Linked DNA regions of Mus musculus: regions 2, 3 and 4 are each linked to region 1. A link is a contact called in public Hi-C, HiChIP or PLAC-seq and capture Hi-C data. All regions are on one chromosome and are shown on one strand. Each heading gives the region's core, a stretch centred on a gene start, on an enhancer-like site or on the middle of the called end of the contact. The rest is flanking DNA. Distances are from core to core; before and after follow the strand shown. Region 1 has its middle 49 kb from the start of Dleu7. Region 2 has its middle 14 kb from the start of Gm35247. Region 3 has its middle 17 kb from the start of Gm41171. Region 4 has its middle 30 kb from the start of Gm46480.

What was found. A called contact is a pair of places that touch in the nucleus more often than the background predicts. HiChIP or PLAC-seq counts read pairs in DNA pulled down with a chosen protein or histone mark. Capture Hi-C pulls out chosen DNA fragments and counts their contacts.
Region 2: a Hi-C map of microglia shows a contact between it and region 1, with 4 times the contacts expected there. The contact joins two enhancer-like sites. A contact is called at or near these places in 5 of 484 Hi-C or Micro-C datasets (Sertoli cells, bone marrow-derived macrophages, hemogenic endothelial cells and 2 more) and 1 of 9 other capture datasets (embryonic stem cells).
Region 3: an H3K27ac HiChIP or PLAC-seq map of bone marrow-derived dendritic cells shows a contact between it and region 1, with 6 times the contacts expected there. The contact joins two enhancer-like sites. A contact is called at or near these places in 1 of 15 datasets of contacts at CTCF or cohesin (large pre-B cells), 7 of 484 Hi-C or Micro-C datasets (ECoMG-derived neutrophils, bone marrow-derived dendritic cells, bone marrow-derived macrophages and 3 more), 7 of 115 datasets of contacts at active chromatin or transcription factors (acute myeloid leukemia, bone marrow-derived dendritic cells, bone marrow-derived macrophages and 4 more) and 1 of 9 other capture datasets (embryonic stem cells).
Region 4: a contact with region 1 is called in a capture Hi-C map of bone marrow-derived macrophages, with 10 times the contacts expected there. The contact joins two enhancer-like sites. A contact is called at or near these places in 6 of 484 Hi-C or Micro-C datasets (Sertoli cells, bone marrow-derived dendritic cells, bone marrow-derived macrophages and 3 more), 6 of 115 datasets of contacts at active chromatin or transcription factors (T-cell acute lymphoblastic leukemia, bone marrow-derived macrophages, embryonic basal ganglia and 2 more) and 2 of 9 other capture datasets (bone marrow-derived macrophages and embryonic stem cells).

Annotation. Positions count from the first base shown.
Region 1 is chr14:62,240,028-62,247,329 of GRCm38.p6, forward strand. No RefSeq gene overlaps it. Among named protein-coding and RNA genes, the nearest start is that of Dleu7, 49 kb to the right of the region's middle. Within about 2 kb of position 5,569, at least 35 of the 459 cell types and tissues checked have an H3K27ac peak or open chromatin away from gene starts, as enhancers often do. A contact at or near this core is called in acute myeloid leukemia, bone marrow-derived dendritic cells, bone marrow-derived macrophages and 1 more, where this site is marked.
Region 2 is chr14:61,799,636-61,807,240 of GRCm38.p6, forward strand. No RefSeq gene overlaps it. Among named protein-coding and RNA genes, the nearest start is that of Gm35247, 14 kb to the right of the region's middle. Within about 2 kb of position 4,401, at least 13 of the 459 cell types and tissues checked have an H3K27ac peak or open chromatin away from gene starts, as enhancers often do. A contact at or near this core is called in bone marrow-derived macrophages and microglia, where this site is marked.
Region 3 is chr14:61,859,681-61,866,750 of GRCm38.p6, forward strand. No RefSeq gene overlaps it. Among named protein-coding and RNA genes, the nearest start is that of Gm41171, 17 kb to the left of the region's middle. Within about 2 kb of position 1,816, at least 83 of the 459 cell types and tissues checked have an H3K27ac peak or open chromatin away from gene starts, as enhancers often do. A contact at or near this core is called in acute myeloid leukemia, bone marrow-derived dendritic cells, bone marrow-derived macrophages and 1 more, where this site is marked.
Region 4 is chr14:61,733,748-61,740,602 of GRCm38.p6, forward strand. No RefSeq gene overlaps it. Among named protein-coding and RNA genes, the nearest start is that of Gm46480, 30 kb to the left of the region's middle. Within about 2 kb of position 3,529, at least 137 of the 459 cell types and tissues checked have an H3K27ac peak or open chromatin away from gene starts, as enhancers often do. A contact at or near this core is called in bone marrow-derived macrophages, where this site is marked.

The DNA.
Region 1 (7,302 bases), core at 4,319-6,818:
ACATCCTCATATTCTTAACAGACATATCCTTAGAGGAGTATAGCCTACTCAAGAAAGGTGCAGTGTTCAAATGCATTTAAAAGTGTCTCAATAGAGGACCAGCGAGGAGGTCCTCACAGAGAGGAAAAAAATGCCATTGCTTTGAAATTCAGGCCTTGTCCTCTATCTGTTACTTTTACTAGGAGTAATATCAGACAAGCAATATAAACTTTGCAGATATCTTTCTCTGATCTGCTGCAGGGGAACCAGTCTCTTTCCCTGCATCCTTGCTGTTGATGGAGTTATGTCTTGTGTTTGAACCTGTCCTGAGACTCTAGGCCAACCATTGTTCATTAGATCTGTTTGTTACCAGCCTACAGCCAGAACTCAGACATGAGAGCTAGCATAATGATTGAGTCTGGGGACCACTGGACCCCTCAGTGCCATATATCAGACACTTTGGAAGCACCATACTCTCATGTCACTAAGGCACAACCTGGTTCTCTGCAGCCAGTTTGCCAAAGGAGGGATCTATGGGATAGCTTCAGCTGAGATTCTCCCTGCCAATCCCTTTGAAAGACCATCACTACCTACCCAGCCATGGCAGCTCATGATTAGAATGGGAGCCAAACTCGCCATTGGCGAGTCAGGTAATGTCAAGGAGGCAGGAATTACACCAAACATCAACAGTTCAACTCGTCACCAATATAGAGAAATTTCAGCTTACATGAAGAGATGTCAGAGCTAAAAATAATAGTGTCTAGGACTAGGAAGATGGCTCAGGGGAAAAAATGCTGGCTGTGTAGACATGAGGATTGGAGTTCAGATTCCCAGAACCTACATAAAAGTTCCGTGGTCATGATGGCCTGTCTGTAGCCCCAGCCCTCCAGAAACAGAGACAGGGAATCTTCTGAGAAATCTAGTCAGCTAGACTAGCCAAATCAGTGACCTCCAGGTACACACACACACACACACACACACACACACACACACACGAATGTATATACCATATACACGCTAAAAATAAAGTTACCTTACAAAGAAGCTTTGCCTATTATACTAGTCTCATTTCTAGAGTTGTAGTTTTGCAGGAGGTCATAGCAAGAATGAAAAATCTCCCCCTGGGCTTTTGCTGTATTAGACATAAATATAGCCATTGATCCTGTAGTCAACATTACCCAGTGGAAACTGAAATCTGAAAATCAGGCTGCTAGACATTCCTTCCAGCCCCAACTCCAGTCTTAAAAAGTGTCAGTGCCCAACTGCCAAGTGATTTGAGGGCTCCAGTACAAAACAATAAACTAAGCAACTGCCACCCCCACCCCCACTCCCACCCCCACCCCCACCCCGTTCCCTTTGTGTGGCAGGTGAGAGGCAGCACTTCTGCAGCCTTGCTTTCTTCCTCCCTGGCCTGCAGCAGAATTTCCCAACTAGGTGTCTTTGTTAGGGTTTCTACTGCTGTGAAAAGACACTCTTACCCTGGCAGCTCTTGTAAGGAAGACGTTTAACTGGGGCTGGTTTACAGGTTCAGAGTTTTAACCCATTATCTGCAGGAAGCATGGTGGTACACAGGTAGACATGGTGCTAGAGAAGGAGCTGAGAGGTCTATGTTCAGATTGTCAGGCAGCAGGAAGGGTGAGACTAGACCTAGCTTGAGCATTTGAAACCTCAAAGCTCACTCTCAGTTGGACTTCCTCCAAGAAGCCCACACCTACTCCAGCAAGACCACACCTCCTAATAATGTCACTCCCTAGTAAGCAAGCATTCAAACGCATGAGTCTATGGGTGCCATTCCCATTCTAACCACCACACGAGGAGTTGAAGTTGCCACCCATGGAAGGGAGGCAAACACCTCAGAGTGCAGTAGAGAGAAGCCACTTCTCCAAGAGCAGAGCCTTGAACAACTCCACTTGCTTGAAGGTAGCGTCAGGTCGATCAGGCCATATTTCAATATTTTTATGATCTACAACAGAGATGTGGAAACACCAGTTTAGCCCATCAACTGAATTAGACAGAGAATTACAGTCCTTCAGAATTACCATTGCTTAGACAGATCCTATCACAAAGAACCAGTGCTACTAGAGAAATGGGTAGGGTCTGAGAGCAAGCATCGTAGTAAAACACAGTGTGGATCTGGCAAAAGAAAGCTTCCATCAAACACCGTTTTACCTGTCTAGCTGTGCAAATAAGATTGCCATGGGCTCATGGCTCTGGGAGCAACAGCTTTTAGACTTAGAATTAGCCCTACGCTCCTCATCAAAGAGCCCACTTGTTAGAGAGCCTGGCTCTTCCAATTACCTGCGGTGAGTACACTTGATCTTCCATATGAGCAGATGATCATGATACACTGAAGAAAAGACACAGCAAATGACACGAAGGTGTTTTTCTGAGTCCCAGAGAGATGAGTGGAAGCTTCATTTAAAACTGGTGTTACACAACTCTAATATAGTTTGCCATACAGACTACTTTACAGCCTGCTACAACTCAGTAGCTCAGTAAAGATTTGGTAAATATGTTGGATTCAGAAATAAAGGAGAAACCCAGAAAAACCAAGAATAGAGAGAAGTATTTAATGAATACACATTGAGTGGGTAAAGAGACTTATCTATAACCAGACTCTTTGAGTTCAAATTCCCACTCTGGAACATGGGGGTCCCTATAACTTTGGACAGTTCTCTTAGTTGTCTGTGCCTTGATAGTGGATTCATTTGTAAAATGTAGATGACAATGTTCATGAATAAATTTGAGGAAAATGTAAAATCAATTATTTTTGACTCATCATGTAATAAAGAACTAATTAGATGTTACCACCCAGTCTTGGCTAGGGTTCTTATTGCTGTGATAAAACACCATGACCAAAAGCAACCTGGAGAGGACAGGGTTCACTTCTGGTAACACTTCACCATCAAAGGAAGTCAAGAGCTGAAGGAATGCTGCTTTCTAACTTGCTCCTCATAGCTTGCACAGTCTTCTTTCTTATCTACCCCAAGACCACCTGTCCAGGGATGGCCCTGCCCACATCAATCATCAATTAAGAAAATGCCCCTACAGACTTACTCATAGGCCATTTCAATGGAGGTAACTTCTCAATTGAGAGTTCCTCTTCTCAAATGACCAGAGCTTATATGTTGGCACAAAACTAACCCGCACAGACCCCCTCAGAGAAGAGTTTGGAAGTCAAGAAAGGTATAGGCTTTTTAAAAAATAGGGAAAGAATGTTCTGTAAATATAATTTTTATAGTATCCAACAGATTACAAATTCCTGGGTTTATCTATATTAATGAGGAAAAAATAGCTGTAAAATTTCTAGGGCTAAAGCACTCAAACTAAGTCATGACTCCTCTAAGTCTGGGTATAGTAGTCAACATTAAGCAACGCGGTGATCCAAAAAAATTTCTCAAGGAGGTTCTTGGGTGACCTTTGCTCCCTGATGTCACTGCAAGATCCGAGTGTCAGTTTTTGCTTTCATTCCAAGTTTTAGATCCTTTTCTGCCAGTGTCTTAGCTATCTTAAGGATTGAATGGAGTGTTAGTGTGAACTGCTAAAAGACTAGTTGCTATTGGCTCAGAAAATGACATTAAAGTACTTCTGATTTTTTTTCCAGGATATTCAGGCCACTTAATAACTCTGCTGGAGTGGTTGAGCAAAGATATCAGAAACCTGTTATCTGCAACCCTAGTACTTGTGGGCCTATTACTGGGAGGGTTGCCAATCTCATCCACGAGACAGATTCTACCCAGGGATATATGATGTCTAGACTCTGCCTGTTCTCAATATGCCATTCTGCCCCTCCTCCCCAGTGCTTTCTTTTGTCCTCCCACCTCCACGCATATCAGACCACCCACACAAGGGATATCTCTCTGCTTAGAGCCATTGTTCACTCCTCCTTGGAAACCTAATTTCACCTTCCTGCTCCATTGTTATAGTTGGGATGTCCAGTGCCTCTCAAAGACCCATGTCTTTAGAGCATGGTGCTGGTGGGAGGGGAAGGTATACTAGAAGCTCTAGGAGATGCAGCTAGTTCAAGATCATGTACTTAAGGAAGATTGTAGAGCCCTGGTACTTGCTATCTTCTGTTCTCCTTTGCTTTTCCCTATAGTCCTGCTGTGATTTCTTGACTCTCTACAGGCCTAAATCCATGGTCATGGTGTCTTTTCACAGCAATAGAATATTGGCTAAGACATAGAACCTGGACAGGTGCCACGGTCCTCAACCCTGTCTGAGAATGTGGGCAGAAATATATTGTATGCAGTGATTCTAAAACTCCAAGCTGGCCTATGAAATATTCCCTCCCTCCCTTCCTCCCTCCTTCTCTCCTTCCCTCTCCCCCTCCTTATATGTGTATGTCTGAGTGTCAGTGTGTCTGTGTGGCTGCGGCTGTGTGTATGTCTGTGTGTGTCTCTATGTGTATGTGTGTTTAAGAGAGGTTGGGGATGGAGAGATCATTAAATAAATAAAATCAAGGCTGAGGAAGACCAGGGTGAAGACAAGGAAAGCTCTTCTAGTATTGACTAGAAGGAATCTCAGTATTATGTGGATGCTCTAAAGAGACTCCATTTATTACCTCCAATCTCTCCCAAAGCCAGAGCCTCACACTGTGTACACGTAGCATGCTCTTCTATTTCCTGAAATTAAAGTGACATTCCAGCACTTTCCAAGAGGCAAGAGGTGAAATTGTGATTGGGGAAGATGAAAGTGTCATCAAAGGGCGGATCCTGGGTTTCCGGTGTGGCAGTGAAGATGATAAAGGATGCTAGCTGAAGACTCTACTGAGGACCCCTACTTGCTCCCATTTTGGTTTTTTTTGGGGGGGGGAGGCTTACTGAGAGTGGAAGTGGGAGCAGGTTCTCCTGGGCACATTTCCCCTGGCATGTGGGGCAGTCACCCTAACATCAGGGTCATCTTTTCAACTCTCAGCCAAGTGCAGGTTTCAGAGCTGCCGGGAAGGCTGCAGTGACACGAACCTCGGTTTTCCTTTCTATATCTGTAAATAAACTGCTTCCGTTTCAGAGAACATATATCTGGAGCCTGCTTCCCAACACACAGAGCCCCATCACAGCACGACAGTGGCATCTGATAGCTTGTCTGTTGTTCACATGAAATGCTGCCTACGAAGTGTCTGGTGTCCTCCACCATAATGTGGAGTGTGTGGGGTGTGCATGAGCACCCAGGTTCTCAGGTTGGAACTGAGCAGATACACAAACAAGCATCTACTACTTACTCTTGAAAGTGCACAATTATAGTGCTTTTGGACCGGGCTGAATAACAAACAGACTAAACAAGACAGACTACACATATGAACTCCTGGACTATGAGCACCAAAATGAACCTCTGAATGATTTTATCCTAATTCCACACGGCAGCTAACCAACCCCAGAGAAGTAAACTGCCCACTGTGAGTGTTTTAAAATATAGTTAAAGGGCACATAAGGAAATGGAAACATCTCAGCACAGAATAGCAAGTATTTCCGCAAATCTTGGTGTCCCAAAGATGTCTACTTTATATCCCTGTTTATGTATCTGTCAGCATTAATATTGCTTTTGTTTCAAAACCAAAAGAGACAAGATCTGAAGGGGGAAGTTGGAGCTGCGTGGGAGAGAAGTTTGTTTTTCCCCTTCCAACCTTCTTAGAGTCTGTCTGCGACACAGTGTATGTAGACTTTGAGGTGTCATCTTACACCCACAGGGATCTCATGTGAAACTCAAGGATGTTCCCAGATTCCCAGGCCCCCTGATGTTTTTTCTTGTAATCTTTGAAGACTGGCCATGGAGTCTGACTATCATCCATGTTCAAGGACAGCCCTGAGAAACCTTTGTCCCCTCTCACACACTAACAAAAGAGGAAGCACGCTGGGGACATTCAAAACTACAGGGAGTGCAGACAGCCAAGCTCTGGCGGGGGAGGCTCAGGGAGGAGGTGGAGTCTCACTGGGTGTGAGAGGAAAAGGACTCTGTCCACTACTCAGCCCAACCTTTTCTACCCTCATCAACCAGCTTTACAGATGCCCCAGGAAAGCCAAAGATGCTCTACAGGTTTCCCACCTTCCTGAGGAAGGTAGAACAGCCATAGGACGCTGTTGTACTCATCTGAAAAACAGTGTCTCCCCATCAAGGTACGAGGGGGGAAAAAGAAAAAAGAATAGTTAGAAAGGTATTCATCGACGTGAGTAAATGTACTTGAGCTATGTCCCCAGGAAAGCAAAAAGGCAAGGAAGGGACAGGGCTACTATGATCCCACCTGAATGAGATGACTCAGGACAGTGGAAGATGGAGTTGGGGCCGGGTGAGGACACAGAGGAAGAAGGCAGTTTATCCTGGTGCTGGGACTTCAGTGCTCAAGTTTACATGGCATGGACTCCAATGACCCCCCACCCCCACCCCGATGCAGACACCTGACTGGAGAAGAGGTTCCAGTGAGAGGAAGAAGCAAGCTTGACCTTGAACTTGGGCTGCCACCATGTTTGCTCTCAGCCAATCATGTATCTTACAAGGAAAGGGAAGGGCTGCATGGACCCCACCCCTGTTCTCTCAGCCAGTCCACCTATGCTTCTCGGAAGACAGCGGTAGAGATAATACGGCAGAGACAAACCAAGATTTCACACGAAAAGAGCGTACACGCCACCGTAGGAGCATGACAAGGCCTGGCTTTGGTTAATATGAAACCGCCCTTCAGAGTGTTGAAACATTAAGACAGCCCATCTTGGAGTTCTAGCTGACAACGGTGTTACAAGTATGTTGTGTTCCTATTAGCTTATCAATAAGCAGTTAGTGCTCCTTAAGTATCTCTCTAGTTGTCTGGAGTCTTAACTCACACTGAGATTGCTTTTAAAGCTCTCTGCAGAACTGAGGTTCAGTACAAAGACTGGAAATGGAAGGGTAGTATGATTACTGTCAGTCACAGCTACTTACTCATTTAACAAACACTGGAGCTAAAATATAGCTGTGGGTTGGCAAGATGGCTCAGCATATAACTACTTGCTACCAAGCCTGAGGACCTGAGTTCTATCCCCAGAAATCACATGGTGGAAGGAGAGAACTAATTCCTATGTGTTGTCCTCTGGCCTCCACACACATAAGCCATAACACACATACTTACATGTAAACATACTTAATAGATAAATGAATTAATTAGTAATAATAAAATATGGGCCAGAGCTAGTTCAGTGGCATGCGTAACCCAGCAGTTTAAAGCACCCCATGCTGAGTCTAACATAGCGAATGCATAGTATTACATAGCTAATGATGACACCATTGGCTGCTATTCACCAGCAGCCACACTCCCTTCTTCTCCATAGGCTAGTTACCAATTCCAGGTTATCTACT
Region 2 (7,605 bases), core at 3,151-5,650, 440 kb before region 1:
TGTCAATGAGAAATTAATATTTGGTGTTGAGCTCTGCTATATCTCGTTAAAAGTATGTTAGCTTTGGCATGAAAGGGCACGAAAGATGAGTCCGTAATTGGTCCAAGGCTTTTTATTTGAAGATGCTGTTCCGAGACATTTTTCTCCCAGTGATTTAGAGTGTAATATGTACTAAAATTTGACATCTGGATGTCTCAAGCCTCTGTGAATGGCAAAATGCCTTTTTTAAATATAAGAAATTGTTTGATTTCTTTAAAACTATAATTTCTGTGTAATTCAATATACTCAGGAACATCTAGAAGTATCTAGAAGGGTGTTGGCCTGACCTTCAGAGGACAGAGGTCCAGCTGTGGTCACCCAGTGGTTCTCAGCCTTCCTAATGCTGTGCACGGTTAATACTCTTCCTCAAGTTGTGGTGACCTTCAACCATAAAATTATTAATGTTGCTATTTCATAACTGTGGTTTTGCTACTGTTATATAAATCATAATGTAAACATATGATATGTAGGATATCTGATATGGGGCCTTTTTGAAAGGCTTGTTAGACCCCTGGGTTGAGAACTACTGCCTTAGGCTTTGATCCTGCAGGTATGTATTTCCTACCACAGGCTGTGAGTGCTATTGCCTGAATTTACTTTCATGCCCAGAACTAACTTGACGGCAAATTTCACAGAACTCTAGTGCCATGAGAATAACTCTGCAGCTCACTTCCCAGCCCTCTACGGCTCTGTTTTTGGGTGCCCCCCACCCCGAGACTGTGTGCAGGGAACTCCCTGTGCCCACCTCACTTCTGTGTGTTTGGGTAGCCCAATGCAAATGTCGCTTCTCAGACACAGGGATGGACCAGCTCCTGAAACATTCCCATTAGCAGAGGTGCCGTCTTCAGACGCCACAGTCAACCCATAACTGGGATCCAAGCTAGACCCTCTAAGAGGCCCCATTAATTCTACCAACCCTTAAGCCTACACACCCATCAACACCAGCTACATGGAGCCCAGTGGCTACCCTAGGGATGGCAGTTCATCTTCACTTCTACATACTTCCTCTCTCTTCTCTTTGTACCATGACCTTCTGATGCAGTGTGCTGCCTTAGCTGTTTGAGGGGAAAATGAAAAGATTTTCTGTGGTGACAGTCTCTGGAACGGTTGACATGTAAGGCATACAGTTGTACAACACACACATCTGTACACAGATATACCACATATTTTCTGGTGTAGGAAGTGGAGAAAAGAAATGTTTATATATTTATATCTGGTGTTATATAAGTTTACATAATGATATTTTATATATATCACACACATTTATATGTTTCTTTTTTCCCCCTACAACTTCCTTTTCTAATTCAAAGCTCTACTTGAGATGTGAGCGTAGCTTTTTAAGTTAAGGAGTTTTTAACAAGTGATGAAACTCTGTGCTGGAGTGAGGCAGAGTTTGTCTCTTTTAGACTGCAAAATCAGAACTAGGACGTTCAGAGAGAATCAGGAAGTAGTGGTGTACAAAAGACAAACCTCTGTTCCCTTAAACTAACACCTGGGTCATGGATCAGCACCAGTCCCCAGGCAGTCCAAGGACTAAGAAGTGACCATCTCCTGACGTCTATGATCACCTGTTGGTTTTGAGATTAGGCAAGGCTTTGCTGCAATAACAAAGAAGACCGATTTTCAGTGGTTCATTTCCTGTTTTGGATGCTGGGATTGGCCCCCTAAATACTGTGTTGCTGCTTTGTCTGCAGTGTCTATGTCGAGCTCTGTCTGTAGGGGCCTCTGGAAGGACTCTGGAAAACTGTTTCCTACCCCTGTGGGCATTAGCCCAGTAGCTTTCTTTATTGTGTGGGAAGCAGTCCCTGGACTGCTGCCCCAACTGAATCCAGACTGTGGTTTTGCAGCACTTGTAGGGTCTGTCTCCACATCGTTACAGAGATACCCCACTCTGCAAGGCTTTCAGCGCAGGGAGCCCTTCCTTCAAGCTGGGAGATACCAGGATCAATTATGAATGTTATTTCTTTAGCAGTCTGAACTTCAGCCTTTAAAAGACTCTCTGAGTCTTCATTTGCTCAGTAAAGACCTTTCTCCTTGATGCCTGTGAGGTGCCCCTTTACCCTACTTTCATAAGCTCAGTCTTGTGCCTTAATGATCTTTCTTCAGATAGTTGGTAAGGTATCTGTCTCCTGCTGGTGGGCTCAAACTGGAATTCATCACTCTTGTCAGAACTTTACAACTTCGTAGAGGAGGTGGGTGTGGCTGGTGGTGTCTTAACGCAAGTACACTTTCCCTGCGTGATCATTAAAATCATAATTCTGAGCACAAAGGAAAGACTGTGTGTTCTCTTGCTACCATAGGAGATATCATTCCTGGGCACTAGGTCTTGGGCTGTATAAGGAAATTAGGGAAGTAGAAGCTTGTGACTGAGCCAGCAAGCAGCTCTCCTTCATGATTCCTTCCTGAATTCCTGCCCTGACTTAACTCAGTGATCGACTGCAACCTGGAAGTGTAAGCCAAATAAACCCTTCCTTCCCCAAATTGTTTCTGGCCAGTGTTTTACCACAGCAACAGAATGAAACTAGGAGCTATCAGACTTTGAAAACATACTCTATTCTCAAAAGTGCTATGGTAAGGCATCATAAACCAAGGTACATATTGCAGGCAACTTCTGAATTACATTTTTGAAGAGACATACTGTTTTTCTTTGAGGAGTGTTAGGGTTTTATTGTTATTAGGATGCACTGTGACCAAGGCAATTCTTACTAAGGAAAACATTTAATTGGGGATGCCTTACAGTTTCAGAGGTCTAGTTCATTATCATCATGGCAGGAAGAATGGCAACATCCAGGCAGATATGTTGATGGAGAAGGAGCTGAGAGTTCTACATCCTGATCAACAGGCAGCAGAAGGAAAGACTATGAGTGACACTGGGCATAGCTTGAGTATAGGAGATCTTAAAGCTCCCACTCCCCGCATGACACATTTTTACTTTCTCTAACAAGGCCATATCTACTCAACAAGGCTATACTCCCTATGAGCCTATGGGAGCCATACATATTCAAACTACTACAAGGGCATATGATATTATGTAGCATAAAAAATAATTCCAAGTGCAGTGGTGTGAATCAGTGAATCCCAGGGAAGTGGTGTGAATCAGTATTCCCAGGGAAGTGGTGTGAATCAGTGAATCCCAGGGAAGTGGTGTGAATCAGTATTCCCAGGGAAGCTTGAGAGGGTGAAACAGAAAGATGACTTGAGCCCAGGGGTTTAAGGCAAGCCTTGGAAATATAGTGACCCTTTATCTAGAAGAGGAGAAAGAGGAAGAAGAGGAGGAGGAGGACATTGTAGGAGGATGAGAGGAAGGATGGGGTGGAAGAAGAGGAAAGAAGGGAGAAGGAGAGGAAAGGGAGAGAAAGGGAGGAAAAGGTGAAGGAAGAGAAGGAAGAGGAGGAGGAGGAGGAGAAGGAAGAAGAGGGAGGAAGAGGAAGAGGAAGAAGAAGAAGAGCCAGCAACAGCAGCATCAAACAATTTGATACCTGGAGCACTCTGTATAAAATCAGCTCCATCATTTGCAGCCTACTGAAATCTTGGTTCTTCCTATGATATGAGGCTGAAAGGAAACATTTGGGAGGCTCCTATTTAATGTTTTCACATGTCCATCAAAGAAACTATGAGCATTTCCAAGATATTTATCTGCTTTGTTACATTTCACAGCCTGTGAACCCCATCAGGGGCTGCTGTGGAATGGTACTTATACGTTCATAAAAAATGCCAGCACACACATAGGCTGACACACAAGCTAACCCAAGAGTCAAGATGTCAGTGTCAGATGCATCTTAGACATGCCTCCCCCAAGTTCAGAGTGAAGGTGATCTGCAGGCAGGCAGACTTTCCCTGAATGCCTCTTCTGTCTCTGATTTGGAATTACTTATTCCCATCCCAGGTTAGCAGCATTATCCATGTACTGGAGACAGAACTTTGGTAAATTTCCAAAGCCCAAGGCTACAGCCATCAGTGCCAAATTACTATGCCATGAAAGGTAGTTACTGTGTGTGTGGGGTGCAAGCTTTTGCCTGCCTGCTATCTCTGTGGATGCCACGCCTCCCCAGTCTTTCATGGGGCTGACTGCAGCATTCTAGAGTCAAGGCTGCATGTGGCCCAAGCCTGGACCATCAAGGAGCCCCATGTGCCTGACTGTAGTGACACTTGGGGAGAGGACATGTGACTCAGACAGTTTGTCCAAGCCTGCCCTGGGCTGGAACTGTTTGGGATAAGGCTTGATCTTTCTGCTGGGTTCCTTTGCTATAAAGACAGTGTGATTGTAAAGTTTCCAGTGGCCAGCTTCATTCTTGGGTGAGAGAGAGTCTAAGTGTTGGAGTCAGCACAGTGAAAGCAGAACCAAGGGACAGGAAAAGAGGCAGAGCCTCCAGGACTGTCTTAAACCAGGGATGCTTTCAGTGCAGTTTCCTTCCTAGTGAGAAGGCTGCACTCTGCACCTGCAGTTGAATGTTGCTTACGAAATCGGATATTATATTTCTTTCTTCCACCTGCAGGCTGTGTACATTGGCCGAAATTCAGATAGCAATCAAGTTATCTAATGAGCTGGTTCATTTTCAGGATCTCCACTTCATGTAGTGTAGAGATGGTGAGTCAAAAATGAACTGACACCCCAGCTGTGGATTGTCTGCTTTGACCAAGTCTCCCTGTCCTGGGGCTTAGACTGCTGGAGATGATGATGAGAGCAGTCCACAGAGTCACTGGTCAGCTCTTTACCCAAGACCTTTGAGATGCTTGTGTTTGGTTGAAGCAAGAAAAATTAATTTACTGTCATTGCTTGTAACCCCTTAATTAATTGGACAGGATATAGAATTTCCTTAGACTTCGCCTAATTCTGTAGACTGATCTAGTGTATGCTTTCCAGCAAAAACTGGAGAAAAATTCAGGTAAGTTTTTTCCTTTGTGTTCTGGGATTACACATATAACTTATTTATGCAATATTGATAGTGTGCTGGAGTTTTAATATGGTAACTCTTTTGTGTATTATGTGTTGCACCATGTGTTTGTGTGTGGGTGTTTCAGTCTTTGTGTGCATGTGCATGGTACACGGGCAGGTGGAGACCAGAGATAGGTGTAGGGTGTCTTTCTCAGTTACTTTCCACATGTGTGTGTGTGTGTGTGTGTGTGTGTGTGTGTGTGTGTGCATGTGTGTGTGTATCTAGATATCAACATATGTGTCTTCCTCTGCTTCTTTCTGGCTTACTTTTTGAGAGAGGGTCTTTCATTGAACCTGGAGTTTTTCACTTGTGCCAGACTAGCTGACCATCAGACCCATATACCCACTGTGCTGGGACTACAGATGTGTGGCGGTGTGACACAGATTCATACTTTGGTCTTCATATTTATGTAGCAAGCACCTTACCCCCCCACACACACACCCAGAGAGAGAGAGAGAGAGAAAGAGAGAGAGGACTCAGATCCCATATTTCTTTAGTTTTGAAACAAGGAGCTTACCCAGTTTCAGTAGACTGGCTGCTTATAGGCTCTGGGGATTGCCCTGTCTTCAACCCCATAGCCTTTGAGTTATAGATGTGCACTGCTGTGCCTAGTCTTTATGTGTATGCTATGGGTCTGAACTCTCACTCTCATAACTGCAAGGCTTTATTGCCCTGGAATACTGTATTGACTGAACCGTCTCCATAGCCTCTAGTGTGGTAATACTTAAAACATTTAAACGAAACATTAACAATGAAGATGCAAACAGAGCATATACTACATTGTTGGTGCGAGTTGCTAGGGTGCTGGAAGCGTACGCATATCAACAGATCAAACACACTTTAGCTATTCACTGACCTGTCAGATTCTCCTCTAATTCCATACAATATGCAGGACCGCTCCTCCTGTCTACTGTAAGTTTCTTCTCTCGAGTCTCATCCTGTCATTTAAAAATGGCTTTATTGAGATAGAAGTCACACACCACAGAATGCACCCATTACTGTATATAACTTAACAGTCTGTGCCTGCTGTGTCATATTGAGAGTGAACTCTGTTCTGGTTATTTCCCTCATTGCATCTGTTGAATTACAAACAGATCACTTGTGAACTGGCTTTATTTCATGAGGAAAAAAATGATGTGCTATAAAAAGCAAGAAACCCAAACCAAAAGAAACACAAAGTCATGGTGAGTTTTGTTGTTTTCTTCTTTTTCAAGTGCAGTAGTATGGGCAAGTGAGTCATGTCACTGTGAAGTTAGGCTGAAAGGAAACTCCGAAAGGGCACAAACTTGATGTACCTTCACAACAAACATTTTGTGGATGAAAATAAATGCAATAAAACAAAAGGAAACAAAGGCAAGGAAGGCTGTGGAGTGATGGACAGCTGCTCCAAAGGAGTGGAGCCAGGGATGGAAGACTGGAGTGATGGACAGCTGCTCCAAAGTAGTGGAGCCTGGGATGGAAAGCTGTGGAGTGATGGACAGCTGCTCCAAAGGGGCGGAACCAGGGATGGAAGGCTGTGGAGTGATGGACAGCTGCTTCAAAGGGGCGGAGCCAGGGATGGAGTGGAGAAAACACTGTTCCACTGAAGATAACAGTCAAGCTCTTGGTTTTTTGGGATGCCACAGCGTTGAAATAAAGTAACATGTAGATGACAGAGAGATGGAGGCCAAACATACTTTCGTTTTATACACTGTATTCTGATGATTTCTCCTCCTCCAACTTCTCCTAGATGGCCCTGCCCACCTTATCTGTCTCTCTCTCTCTTTAAAAACAAGAAAGCAAGCAAGCAAGCAAGCAAGCAAGCAAGCAAGCAAGCAAGCAAGCAAGCAAGCAAGCAAGCAAGCAAGCAAGCAAGAAAGCAAGCAAATCTTTAAGAAGTTTCTCTCTTTCTTTTTCTCCTCATTCTCTTTCTCTCTCTGTCTATCTTACACACACACACACACACACACACACACACACACACACACACACACACACACACAATCAGAAACCATTTTATATTAGCAAAAGACTAATAAGACAAACAGAACATAAGATGAAAAAGTCTACAAAAATACATTGAGTTCATTTTGTGTTGACTATCTACTGCTGGGCATGCAGCCTACCCTAATGTGCGATTAATATGCCCAGTGAGACTCTATTGGAGAAAATTAATTTTTTCCTTTGCAAGTGAACGTCAGTTGCAGATAGTTCCTTGGTCCCCCATTTAGCACTGGGACCCCATCTGGCTTATACCTGTGCAGGCTGCCACAGTCTGAGTTCACATGTGAGTTCATCATTCCTAAAGGAAGCTGGGCTGGCTAGTCCTAGGTCAACTTGACACAGCTAGAGTCATCTGAAAAGAGAATTGAGAAAATAGTCTGAGAAGATGGGGCTGTAAACAGACATTTTCTTAGTGATTAATGGAAGAGGACCCAGCTCCCATGTGGGAGGGGCACATGAGGGGTCAGGGCCATGATGTTCTGACCTTCAACTGTGGTGGGCTGGACTCCACTCTGCTGGCCAGGCCCCACCCTGGGTGTTCGGTGACTCCTATGACCAATGCCTGGAGTGGGTCAACCTTCCCAAGTCCTGTCGTTAATAAGCTATCTCCTTCACATGCATGGCCCATCTACACTCCACCTGAACC
Region 3 (7,070 bases), core at 566-3,065, 380 kb before region 1:
TTACAAAAGCAGGGACAGTAAAATGGCAATGTTTTTCTTTATAGTCTTCTTGACTTAGTTGTGTGCTTGCCATGAGTGAGATGCTGGACTGAGAAACACAAGCCAGACTCCCAAAGTATTCTCCTGTCCTGTTTCCACTAAGGGGTTCAGTCCATAGCAGTGAACCGGACGAAGCCCAGGTAAAACTGAAGTGGGGCAGACTGACCAATAAACCAAAAAATGGCTTCTCTCTCCCTCTCCCTCCACCCCTTTTTCTCTCACTGTGTGTGTGTGTGTGTGTGTGTGTGTGTGTGTGTGTGTGTGTGTGTGTGTGTGTGTGTGTAGAGAGAGAGAGAGAGAGAGAGAGAGAGAGAGAGAGAGAAAGAGAATGAGAATGAATCAGTGCAGGATCTGCTGGTGTGTTAGAAGCCTAGCAGTTCTGAACTTCTCCCAACCCATCACTCGCCTGCTAGGATTTCATTCTGGCTAGCCTCTCAGTGAATTCAGGCACCTCCTGGCCTCATCTAGCCAATTGTTAATTTATGCTTAAGTCTGTGACTTTATTTAGCTATGGTTTTGAGGATGTCAGCATTGATAAGATTTACTTCTGAGGCTAGCTGTGGAAGATTGTGCGATGGACTGAGAGAGCCAACAGCTTTAGTGGCAAACATTGCGTTTTCTGAGACCCTCATGACCTTAATTTATTTTTCTCTATAATTCATTTAAAAAAATGGTTGGTTGCCCTGTGTTTACTCTTCAGATCCTACTTCCTCCTTTGTCCTATGGGGTTAGCTGGATATAGTGGCTGGATATAGTGAGTGGAAATCTAGTATTCAGGAGACAGAAGCAGAGAAGTCTCAGTGCTTTAGGCCAGTTTGGGCTACATGGTGAGACCCTCTCTCAAGAAAGGAAGGAAGGAAGGAAGGAAGGAAGGAAGGAAGGAAGGAAGGAAAGAAGGAAAGAAGGAAAGAAGGAAAGAAGGAAAGAAGGAAAGAAGGAAAGAAGGAAAGAAGGAAAGAAGGAAAGAAGGAAAGAAGGAAAGAAGGAAAGAAGGAAAGAAGGAAAGAAGGAAAGAAGGAAAGAAGGAAGGAAGGGTATTTAGTTTTCGATTTTGATGTCTGAGAGGACAAAGCTTGAAGTCTGCTCTGATGGGACCTTCTGACCCCACTGCTTCACTGTGGATGATGTCATGGAAGGACCATAGAAGAAAAGCCACAACTATATGACAAAACAGGAAGTCAGAGTGAGCGGCAGATGAATCTCATAATTTATAACCTTTGATAAGAACTTGCCAGGGTGCCCTAGGAACAGCTACCTTGTGCCTAAGTATGCTCCGAAAGATCTAACGATCTCCTTTGAGGTCCCATCTCTTAAAGGTCTCATTACTCTTTAACATGGCAGTGCTGAGGACTAAGGTTTACCATGAACCCTTGGAAGATGCAATGAAGCCATGTCCAACCTAGTGTTTCTTCTCGCCTGTCACAATCCACTCCCTTCTCATAAAGGGATGCCCTCATGCCATCTCAAATAATTGAGTTTGTTCCAAAAACCAAAGAAAGGGATGGAATATGTTATCTTAGTTTGGACAATTCATTAAGAAGGCCATGAGCTTATTAGTAATGCTTGAGAAGTGTGGGATATCTACATGTGAGCTAGACAGGAACAGATGTGGAAGAGAGCTAGATGGAGAATCTGTTCATCCCACCTTTGGCCTAGTATTGATAGATTGACTTAGAATCCACAGAGAGGAGGCAGCATACACACAGCTTAGAGGGAAGTGAGGAGCCCAATCTCTTTCCCTCAGGTCTGTACAGCTACTTCCCCTGTGAAGGCCTCACTTCCTTCTCCGTCAAAAGATCTTCTAGAATCGATGATCTCTCAAGACTCTTACAGCTGCCACAGCTCTGTGTTCTAGTTTTAAGCAATGGCTTGGTGCTTTGAAATTTCGAAACAGTTTGAGAAATCTTGTGAAAATAGGAACTTGCTCTTTTCTAGGACCCGCACTTCCTGCTTTTATAACAATTGAGCTGATGGTAGCTAGAAAGGCCATCACGGTTAGCTCCCGCCTGCTGCACTGTGAAGGCTTCAGAGGAGGATCCTGCTGCACCAGGTGTTTGTTCAAGGCTCCTTGGCAGCAGGGCACAGAGTCTGCTTAAGTCTTGCCTCAGTCACCAGCATCGCCATCCGCCACTGTTTCCTGAGCCCAAAGACACTTCAAGAGCCCAAGTGCAGGCATGCTAAAAGTGATGGCCAAATGCCTCATGACTCAATACTTGAAACCTTGCTTCAAATTCACAAGCAGCTAAGGTGGTTTGGTGCTGCTGGCCCAGCTGTGTAGCTTCAATCTACTGAAATCATTGCATTTCAGCCATCTATAGAGGCAGAAAAAAATGAAGGAGGCAAGACAGAGAGATCTATACCCCCAGCTCATTCTTATCTTGGAGCATTAAAGATTGGGTCTGTATTGTACTGACCCTTTGTAACTGTATCCAAGGAATCCATGAGCAGCTTAACCCTGTCAAGGAACGGGAGCTTGAAAATGACCCCTTCAGGCAAGACTAGAATCCGACTCCTCAAACAAGCCATTAACTTTGTCTTGATTACACAGAGCATCTCAGGCTCAGAACATCTCCATCTTATCGTGGGCCGCATCATAAATAATGGGGGAAAACTGTCTGCAATGGTTTGCGTTTTCTTAGACTATTTGGAAATTTCCAGCTTTGTGTACAATACTGAAGACTTCTGACCTCGGGCATGGCAGCATGAGGAGATCTATGGTTTGTCCTCTCAGCCTGTGGGCAGTAATCCCTCTGCAGGGGCTATCACTGTCCTGAAATCTCTGAATGTTGGCTAAGTGCATGGGAAACAAATTCATGGCCAGAAAAGGACCTTAATAAAGAGAATGTATTTCTCCAGGGAACACTCTTAACTCTTTTATGTATCTGCCTGTAATCTCACAAATAAATTGATAATTCTATTTTGTCTTTGAACATTTATTATTTCTCTAGGAAATAATATGAGGGAAGGTTTATTGTATAGTCCTTTATACACTTAAACTTCAAGGTACATTTAGAGCAGTGGTTCTCTCAGCTTCCCTAATTCTGAGACCCTTTAATACAGTTCTTCATGTTATGGTGACCTCCAACCATAAAATTATTTTCGTTGCTATTTTATAACTATAATTTTCTACTGTTATGAGTTGTAATGTAAATATCTTTGTTTTCCAATGGTCTTAGGTCACCCCTGTGAAAGGGTCATTTGACGCCCAAAGGGGTCTTGCCCTACAGGTTGAGAACTGCTGGCTTAGAGATAACTGTAGGCCAGTTTTCATAAGCTGCCCAAGCTTCAGAACAAGGCTCTCCCAGTCCTCCATTCCTTCCCTACCTCTAACACTCCTCATTACACCCGAGGTCACTCTGCCCGCTTTTGCATTGTGCTTTAAACTAGACAAAGGCTTAGGTTGCAGCTTTGCGTGCTACACAGAAGGGCTTTGACCTTGGGCTTGGCAAGCATGAGGCGAGGTCTGGTTTGTCTTTGAAGGTAGCGGCAGAGGCCAGAAGAAGGTGTTGTGCCTCCTGGAATTTGAGTTACAGGTGGTTGTGAGCTACCCGAAATGGGTGTTGGGAATTGAACTTGGTTCTTAGAAAGAATGGTATGTGCTCTTAACTGCTCTAGCTCCAAACCAGTACACTTTTATCTGCCTTAACTGTGCACACTTAGTCAGAACTATCCTTTCTGCTCTGTGTGTACCCTGGAAAATTGTATTTACCTTATAAAGATTCAGTCCAAATACTACCCTTCTTCACCCCACAAAGTGTGTGTGTGTGTGTGTGTGTGTGTGTGGTTGGTGGACATTTAGCTCAGGAAACTGCTCACCAGAAGTCTGTGTGAATCGTTGAAAAGTCAGTATGTGCTGACTCATCTCTATTTTGGCCCCATAGCCCTGTGAGAGGCAATGCAATAGATATGATGTCTTTGATAGTCTTTCTTGATAGCCTAGCAGACTGTGAGATAGTGCAATTAGAGGGATTAGTAACCAGTTAAATGGTTGAAGCCAGGAATGACTGATTGATGGAGTCAGGCCTACGGAATTGCTTCCTGTGGAGAACTGCCAGGCATTTGTGCTTGGCTCTGTCTTGGAAAAAAAGAAGTATCAATAATGAGTCACTGAGAGTGAATTTAGGTCATGTGTTGACCCCCTCCCATTTAGTGATTTAAAACACAAACACTGCCTTCTTTTACACCACTTCTTCACCAAGATGCGATGGGCCACAGATGGGGCTCCTTGCTTTGTGATACTGTTGAACTCATGATCCATAACACTGTCGGCTGCCTAGGCAGTAGGAAAAGAAAGTGTGAGGAAGCTCCCTCACAGAGAGGCTCATAGCTCCCTCACAGAGAGGCTCATAGCTCGCTCACAGAGAGGCTCATAGCTTGCTCACAGGGAGGCTCATGACTCGCTCACAGAGAGGTTCGTCTGTACCAGCGCTCCATGTGAGGGCAGAAAGGCCAGCCGGGCACCTACAACCAACCCTGTTTGTGACTTCCTTCACCCTTCTCACAGCTGATAGGGACGGAAAGAAGGGCAATGTTGGGCGATGCTCATTTGGGAGGAGAGAAGATAGCAACTGTTGGGTAACCTATAAGGGTTCTGGACTTTTTCCACGTCTTGTTTGTCTGCGCCTGGATAAGTCTCTTACTTTCTCCAACAGGACTGTCACTGACAGAAAGGACCCGAGGCTGCTAAGAGGTACTGGGCAGCCAGGGCTGGCTGGTGGCTCCAAGGTTTGAGTTAGCTCTCTACACCGGAGCTGTGTAAAATGTTTTTATTGTAAAATCTTAATTGAAGACGGCACTGTTTATCAGTTTTTAAAAACACTGGCTTCTTGTAAAAGCTTAATGTAATTTATCTTGAAGTCTCTGTTGCAGTTTCCTGATGGATCTTTGCTGACCCTCAAAAACAGTATGCCAAACCTCTTACATTACCTCTGTGTTATTTATGTAGTTTAAATACTTTCCTAAAAAAAAAAAAAAAGAACCAACAGGCCTTTGAATTCACTTTGTTATTCCTGTGAGTCTAACTTTGCTTGATTTAGATTTTCTGTTTCTTTTCCTCATCACTATTGGCTAATTTCCCCACTCTGTTACCCCACCCTGCTATCCAGCCTTTCTTCTTTTCCAATTGGGTGGTTAGCCCAAGTTTCTTCTTTGCATCAGTAGGTTTTTCTTTTTCTTTTTTTAAAAAAAATTTTATTAGGTATTTTCCTCATTTACATTTCCAATGCTATCCCAAAAGTCCCCCATACCCTCCCCCCCAACTCCCCTACCCACTCACTCCCCCTTTTTGGCCCTGGCATTCCCCTGTACTGGGGCATATAAAGTTTGCATGTCAAATGGGCCTCTCTTTCCAGTGATGGCCGACTAGGCCATCTTTTGATACACATGCAGCTAGAGTCAAGAGCTCTGGGGTACTGGTTAGTTCATAATGTTGTTCCACCTATTGGGTTGCAGATCCCTTTAGCTCCTTGGGTACTTTCTCTAGCTCCTCCATTGGGGGCCCTGCGATCCATCCAATAGCTGACTGTGAGCATCCAGTGTTTGCTAGGCCCCGGCATAGTCTCACAAGAGACAGCTCTATCTGGGTCCTTTCAGCAAAATCTTGCTGGTGTGTGCAATGGTGTCAGCGTTTGGAGGCTGATTATGGGATGGATCCTTGGGTTTGCTACCCTTTGCCTTAAAAGCAGTCCTTACTTAGGTTTTTGTTTTCACGAGCGTCTTTTATGCCTTTCTTTTTCTTACTTTTGTTTATTTTTGCTAAGTTGTTTTGACCATGGCTCTAATTCATAGAGGTCCTATCCTCATATTTTATCAGCAATATGAAGTGGATGGTATGATTCTGTTGCTGCATTCTTTGAGATGTTTGTGTTTTAGCAGGTAATGGGTCTCTCAGGGCCCATGGTCCATCTTCCTTATCTCTGTGCTCTGGCATAGCTCCTAGTTTATTTCAGTTTTAGCTACTTTTCTTGTTGCTGTGCTCAGATATCCTACAGGAAGAACTTAAGGAAGAAGGCATTGTATTGGCCTTTAATTGGAAAGGGGGAAACAGTTGAGTTCACTGTGGTGAGGATGGTGTGACTGGAGGAGTGTGAGAGGGCTGGTTAGGTTGCATCTGCAGAAAGGAAGCAGAGAGTGGCCTGGAAATGTAGCCAGGCTACGGCGTCTCGAGGCCTGCCTCCAGTGAGCTATTTCTCTGGTAGAGCTCTGCTCTCTCAGTTTTCAAAGGTTCCTAAAAGAGGGCCACCACCTGAGGAGTAAGTGTTCAAACTCTCAGGCCTCTAGGAGACATGTCACATTCAAACCAGTTTCCCTTCACTTATCCATGTGACAGATCCTGTAAGGCCTGCTTTTGAAGACTGGATGGAACATGGATTGACTCATAGGCTCATCTGGGTGAGACACAGGGATGTTACTAGGGCTGGAATAAGGGACTAAAAGAGTGTGTGCACGTGCAAAGTTGGCAACCAAGCAGCAGTGGGAGAAGTCGCTCCCACTGTGGGGCATCACCAGGGCACAGGCACCGACAGCATCCTGCTAAAACAGACTCACTGTTCTGACCCCAGTCAGAACGGTTTCCTGCACCCAAGAGCCATCTGAAACGAGAATGAAAGAAAACGAGGCCAGGAATTCGGGAGGGAGTAGAGAGGAAATGGAGCGTTCAGGGGAGTGCTTGATGGAAATATAGCACACATAAATGAAATTTAATATGAGTTGAATAGTAAAACAAACCAAAGGCAGCAATAGCAGCAATAACAAAAAATGATCCCAGGATTCTAACAGGTTCACACAGACAGACTCAGAGGCTGTGCCTTACAGTCACACACTGAAGTGTACCCTAGCCTGTATCATGGCCTGTCAGACACTTTTAGTTACATCATTTCTCCCAGACCCTTCCAGGAGTCTCAGCCCTCGATGAAGGACAGTTACAAATCTCTTTTTTCAAAGCAGTCAGTTCTGAGAACCTAGTCTGTTGCAATAAGCCCAGAGCATAAATGTCTCCATCGTTACTGTCTTAGTCACTGCTCTACTGTTGT
Region 4 (6,855 bases), core at 2,279-4,778, 510 kb before region 1:
GACTAGTTGAGAAGACAAAGGAAACTAGTTAGAGTAGGTGGGAGACAGGAGAGGGTAAAGGGGGTGAACATGATAGAAAAGTACTATCTATATGTTTGAAAATGTTATGATGAAGCCTAGTATTATCTATAATGAATATAAACTAATAAGAACATAAAAATTAAACCTGCAAAGTGAACTATTAGTGTCTATGAATAGTGTCAAAATATTTGTTAGAATTTAATTTCCACATATTTGTTTGGTTATTGATTGTATGATAGACATGACCATGCTTTCAGAACTTAGCAGAAGGCAAAGCATGAGAAAGTTACAGTACATTATAAAGTAATAATATTTATAATAAATAAATGGGATGTTCTTTTTTTCAAAGAATTATATAAATCTCTAGATCTCCTTTGTCTTGTGTCATAACCCCAGAGTATATGCCACCCACTGCCATCAAGAAGTGGCATGGTGGTCCTCTCATAGTTCTATAAAAGGTGCTACCTCCCATGCCTCGAAGGTGCTGACATTTAAATAAACTCTCAACAGGTCACCGGGTTTCACAAGGACCACTTAGGCAGGGGTTTGTGCTTTTGTGACAGGACACAAGGATCCAGCGAGTTTTTCTTACTATCAGTTCCATCTAACCTGCCTCGTCTCAGAGGAACACTGGATCGGACTCATCTCAATAAAATGCTTTTTTTCTTCCTTTAGTTCCTTGGGTGGTCTGGAACTTACTATGCAGACCAGGCTGGTCTGGAACTCAGAGAATCACTTGCCTCTGTCACACTAGTGCTGGGGTTAAAATTGTTCTGTTTCAGTGTCTCGCGTCAGTCGAGACTACGACTAAGCAAAAGCTGTCAACATCCGTCTGGCCTAGCTGGTAAGATTACACGGCTCTTAGTGAAAGACCCACAACGTGAGGACTCCCCCATGTTCTGACTCAGGAGAGGCGACACCCCAAAATCATCCACAAGAAACGATCTTGCTGCAAACTGCAAGAGGATTTTTTATTCAAGAGCGCTCTCGGGCCCATGGTCATACACCACGCAGGGGTAGAGGACCATGGCGCCCCGAGTAGCTGGATAAGGGGGTATTTAAAGGAAGAAACCACAACTCAAGGAAGTGGGGAGGGCGTTGTGTGTGTGTGTGGGATACCAAAGATACCAGTTAAGAGTCACAAGGAAGTGCAAAGTCACATTATTCAGGTTATCTTTTAAGACAGTTTCTAAGAGCCCCTAACAATAGCACCTTTGCAAAGCGGGTTCCAGCAATGGTCAGGGTGGGTCAGGGTGACTTTCTTTGAATGAATACTCCTTGAACCCAGGAAGTGGGTGGGTGGAGGAATGTCGCTATCTGTTTTATGATTAGCATACCTTGGAGCACTGAGTTTACTACTCTTTCATTAGCACAGGAAAATAGTGTTGGGGTGTGCAGAACATCCTGCGTATGGGACTCCTTCTTGTGGGGTTGGCTTATGAAAGGTGTAGCTCCTACAATCTCTAGTCCAATAGACCAGGAGGCAAAACCTGCTACAATGGTCTTTATTCTGTGATAAACTTTCTCTTTGCTCAGTGGCTAGTCCAAAAGAAAGGTGTCAGATGACTTGAGGTCTGAGATAGCTAGCCTTGTCTAGAAGTTTTATCCACAGCAATATAAACAAAACAAGACATACCTAATACACAATAACAAAACCCTAAAACAAAAGACTGGCTTTCCTTAGATTCTGTGGCCATTCCTGCTGCTGCTGTCCCCTGTGACTTGGAAGCAGATTTCCTATTCCATTGTTCTTCTATTCTCCCTCTTCTTGGTGGCTACCTGTTGCAGTGCGGCTTAACTGCTCTACACCGTGCCCGAGACTCTTTCCCTGAGCCTAACCATCCGGCTTCTCACCATTCAGCTCATTCTCCTTTCTAGCTTACACCAGCCATTTGGGCTGATGAAATCTTTAGCTTTTCCCAGCCAGACTCTGTGCAGCTAGCTAAAATGACCTTGAACCTATCATCCTGCTTCTACTTCCTGAAAGTGGGGATTGCAGGCCCGAGCTAACTTGGCTTGGCTTCTGTGGTGTTGGGGATGGAAGGCAAGGCTTTGTGCGTGCCAGGGAAGCTCTTTACTACCTGAGATCCATCCAATCCTGCTTCTCTGATCCAATTTTAAAACCTGTCACTTCACCACTGCTAACTCTGGAGGCAGCACATTCCTTTTATGGTGATTTAGAAAACTAGATGTAATTGCTTCATAATGATTTTCTTCCTAGACTTCCTGTTCAGCTCAAAATTTTGTTATCCTCAGGTGTTCACAGCAAGTTGCTAAGGAAAACGCAAAATCTGCCACTAACACAAATAGCCTCTCACAGGAATTTTGGAGTTGATTTTGTTTTAGATAATCTGTCATTAATTGTGTCTCCCCCTCACCACTCCCTCCCACTCTCCCCCCCCCCCATTTCAAGGGTAAACAAGAATTCACTGAGAAATCAGGTGATTAAACTCCAGGTGGGCACTCCTCACAGCTGGGGTGAGTAGCTATTATAATAAGTCACAGAGCTTCAAATGAAAAGCCCTTAAAAACTCTTTAAATAATAAAGCATTTAAGAGTTTGTTGGAATTAAGAAAAAAAAATACATGAAAATACTTCATCAGAAGGAATGAAAAGTTGTTGCCCTCACTGCCTTTCAACATACAGTCAACGATGAGCCCACCACGCTCCAACAGAGAGTACGCTCCAACAGAGAGTACCAAACTCTCGGTCACACAGACAACCGTGCTTTAAAAATCCCTGAACGAAACAAAGGGGCCTGGACATAGGAAAGTGACTTGTTGCAGAGCTGCAGAGCCGGGTGGGGACTGTACAGGAAGGAAGGCGGTAAGGGGGAGGGAGGGTTGAGAGTCATCAAAATGTGTTGTATGTGGGTATGGAACTGTTGAAAAGCAAATTTAGCCAATAAAAAACAAGAGTACACACAAAAATAAAAAGTATTTTCATCATCATGAGAAAAAGTGCAAAGAATTAATTATCCTTGTAAAATTGGAAAATGTTTCATTCGCTAACAATAAAAAATGGCTTTTGCTGGCATTGTTTTTGTTTTAGGAGTAAAAAAAATAATGTAATCCTTATAGAGTCTTACAGGCAAGTAAACTTGTGAGACTTAATTGGACACGAAGTAAATGTGAAAGCTAAATGTGGTTTGGACAGTGCTACACACGCACAACTCTCCTGGTGTAATTTGCATGAAAAGGAAATCAAAGAGCGAGAACTCTCAGGCTGATCGGCTGTGAAGGACTTAATTCAAAACAGTTTTCTGCTTGAAAAAAAGTGATTTATTTTAAATGTACTTTTGAAAAACAAAAGCCTTACTGGTAACCACCATTTTAGGTGTATTATCTCAATGTGGGATTTCAGTAAAAGGTCAAATCTTATAGAAGTATTTTTGGTCTGACTCAGTCCTGATCACAGATAAATTTTATCAAGAAAATGAAACGAGTTGAGCATTTTAAAACCCGGAGAGAGAGCTTGTTTAAAGAGGCAGCACTTCCCCCTCCCTGCCCCCGCCACAATAAAGACTCTAAGGAGAGAACTTTGGTTGAGAAAAATCTAAAATGAACACATTTAGATGCTCCTGTGCAAGTTTTCTGCACACAGGTTAGAATGGTAGTCGGGCTGCTTTGGAGCAAACAAGGCACAGTTGCTGTTTTGTTTTGTTTCAGTTCAATAGGCAAATTGAACTTCCTGCTTTATAACTGCCCTTGATTAAAGTGCTCTATTTTATCCCAGAAGTGCAAGTGGGGAGCTTTAACTTCAGTTTAAACCTTGTTTAACAGTCCCCAGCCCACTTCCCGAGGAACTCCCTGTGGACCATTCTCATTTTTTTTTTTCCAGGATCTAGTATGACTTCTGTATTTGTCATTGGCTAGGGAGCATTCCCAAGCCTGGCCTTGCTGGCAGCTCCCTGGGCTGATGTCCTGACTCACTGTGGGAGAAGACTCTGTCATCCTTGCCAAAAAGGAAGCCCTGACCTGACCAGCCCCTTACTCATTAACCTCAGCTAGTCCAGAGGTTGGAATGAGGGAGCGAAGGAAGCTACCGTAGATCTGTGGATTAAACTGTGCACCAAGGAAAGAGCAAGCAAGCCTCAAGTCCTTGAAAAGGCCCGCTTGCAGGGAGTTGGCGGTGGGGTCGGGGTGGGGTAGTGCAAAGCAGCCTAACTCAGAAGCTCACCAGCCTACAGTAGGGTCAAGCCTTGGTTCACACAGGAACTTCAAGTTCAGGCTATGGTGGCTTGGTGTTGCTGCTTGTTATTGCCCCACTGATTGGGAGCTGCTGTGGCAGATACGGCCTCACTTCCAGATAGAGGCTAGACTTCATATGGCTAGGCTAGGAAAGGACTCAGATTTAACAATCAAAATATTGAATGCACGCCACATTCTCCCCAATCTACTGTTGAAAAATCGCAAGCCAAACCACTGTTTAATGTGTCCAGCAGTGAGAGCCTGTGTGGGTCAAGCTTCCTGGTCTCCAACTCATTTCCTATTCCTATAGAAGCTGTACAGTCCGCTGGAGGTGCAGAGGTAGTACAACCTCCAGGCTTGAGACCTGTTTGTACGCTCAGCAAGAATCTGCCTGAGAGAAGAGAGTTGACTCCAGGCAATTTTCATTTTTCTACCTTCCCTCTGACAAAACCCCATCTTGACTCCTGCGCCTTTAACAGCTCTTTGCTGTGTAAACTCTGGTGAGCACTACTGACCTGAACAGGGCTAGATTCTGCTGCTAGCTTGTGTCTGCTTTTCCTTACAGAGAACACTCAGATTTGGTTCATATATTGGCAGCAACATGTCCAGCCTGGACAGTGACAGTATTCTAGGCCAACTGGGATCTGTCACCGAAGATAAGGATAGTGAGTTTGAAGCTAGGTATGGGTGGTGCTTTGAATATGCTTGGCCCGGGGAGTGGCACTATTTGGAGGTGTGGCCTTGTTGGAGTGGGTGTGGCCTTGTTGGGAGAATTGTGTCACTGTGAGTGTGGACTTTTATTTTTTCTTTTTTTGGTTTTTTGAGACAGGGTTTCTCTGTGTAGCCCTGGCTGTCCTGACAGGGTTTCTCTGTGTAGCCCTGGCTGTCCTGGAACTCACTCTGTAGAACAGGCTGGCCTTGAAATCAGAAATCCGCCTACCTCTGCCTCTCAAGTGCTGGGATTAAAGGCGTGTGCCACCACTGCCCGGTGAGTGTGGACTTTAAGACCCTTGTCTTAGCTGCCTGGAAGCCTGTTTGACTGTGGAACAAGATGTAGCACTCTCAGCTCCTCTAGCCCCACATTTGCTTGGATGCTGCCATGCTCCAGCCTTGATGATAATGGACTGAACTTCTGAAACTGTAGGCCAGCCCCAATTAAATGTTGTCCTTTTAAGAGTTGCCTTGGTCATGGTATCTGTTCACAACAGTACATCCCTAACTAAGACAGCATGACTGAGAAACCCAGTTCTGATCAGTGAGACCTGAGCAGAAGTCTGCTGGGAAGAAGGGGGTGGGGAGGAACAGGAGAAGGCAGATTTGCAAGAAAGCTTTTGTGCTCCTGATGGCAGATGAAAGGGTGCCCAAAACACTGTGCTCTTGACCCTTCATCTTTGCTTGATTACAAATGTAACCTAGAGCTGGGTCAGCCGCTTGTGACCATGAAGTTATAAGCCCAATTGCTTACTCTGTGAAGGTAATAACCCTTTACCTGCATGAGCCACCACCAGTGGAGGATTCTATCATTTGACTCAAGATTCTTAATGGATGTGTGTGAAGAAAATGCTTTTAAAGTTTTTTTTTTTAACCTATTTTATATTTATCCTGAATCTTTAAGGTAGGAAGTGGTGGTAAAGATTATAGTCTGCATGGGTTAAACACATTGGTGATTAACTCTGAGTCACCAAGAACACATCAGTGTAGCATTAAGGAAGAAATGACTCCAGTGTGTCTCCCTGGAGTCATTTAACCAAGAATGAGTCCAGATTTGAATTATCTACTTTATGTTTGCTGTGTCTTCGCTCCACTGTCTGTTGTACAGTCTGAATCTGTACTTGCCTGGATCTTGTGAATCTGTCCCTGTGTCTGTGTTAATGTCTGTCTATGTGTAACTGTATGTGTGTGTGTCTGTCTGTCTGTCCCTCACAAAGGGATTTGCTTTGTATTTGTTGGACAGCACAGAGAACATCACATGGGGGAAGGGCTGAGGAATACTTCATAGAAATCTTTAACAGAGTTTATAAAGGACTGAGTCAGGGACTCCAACTGGCCCCAACTGACCAAGATAACAAACAGTATTACAAACACCATTGTTTACCAACCAATATAAATATATACGTTATGTTCAACATTTGTGGTGGAGCTTCACTTTAGAAGATTGTTTTCAACATCTGTGTTTGCTGCTTTCAGCAAATGCTACCCGTGACTGTTCTGGGTCAGGGACATGAAAGAGCACCTAACTTTAGATTGCAGCTATGCATTAGCTTAGGTTGTAAAACTTGATTGCATGGTAAATCCAAGGCAAATGAGTTTGGTGGTTATATTGTGCTCTTAAAGGCAAGTTAAGCAGGCCGAGTGCACAGTAGGATATCAATCTTAAGTCTTAAGTGACTTCAAGGCGTATCATTAATTCTGGCTGTTTGGTCCAGTAGAATTTCTAGTCTCTTACAATGAAAGAGATATTTTCAGAATATTGCATAATCATAGTAACTGATACTTGATCATTAAACATATTTTCAATACATGGCTAAGATGGCAACTTGGGGGAATGAATGGGTTCATAGGCAGTGGCATCGTCTAAATGACTCACACAGCTTGCTAGAGCTCATTGTTAATTGGGCAGATTTGTAGGTCAGTTGCTAAACTC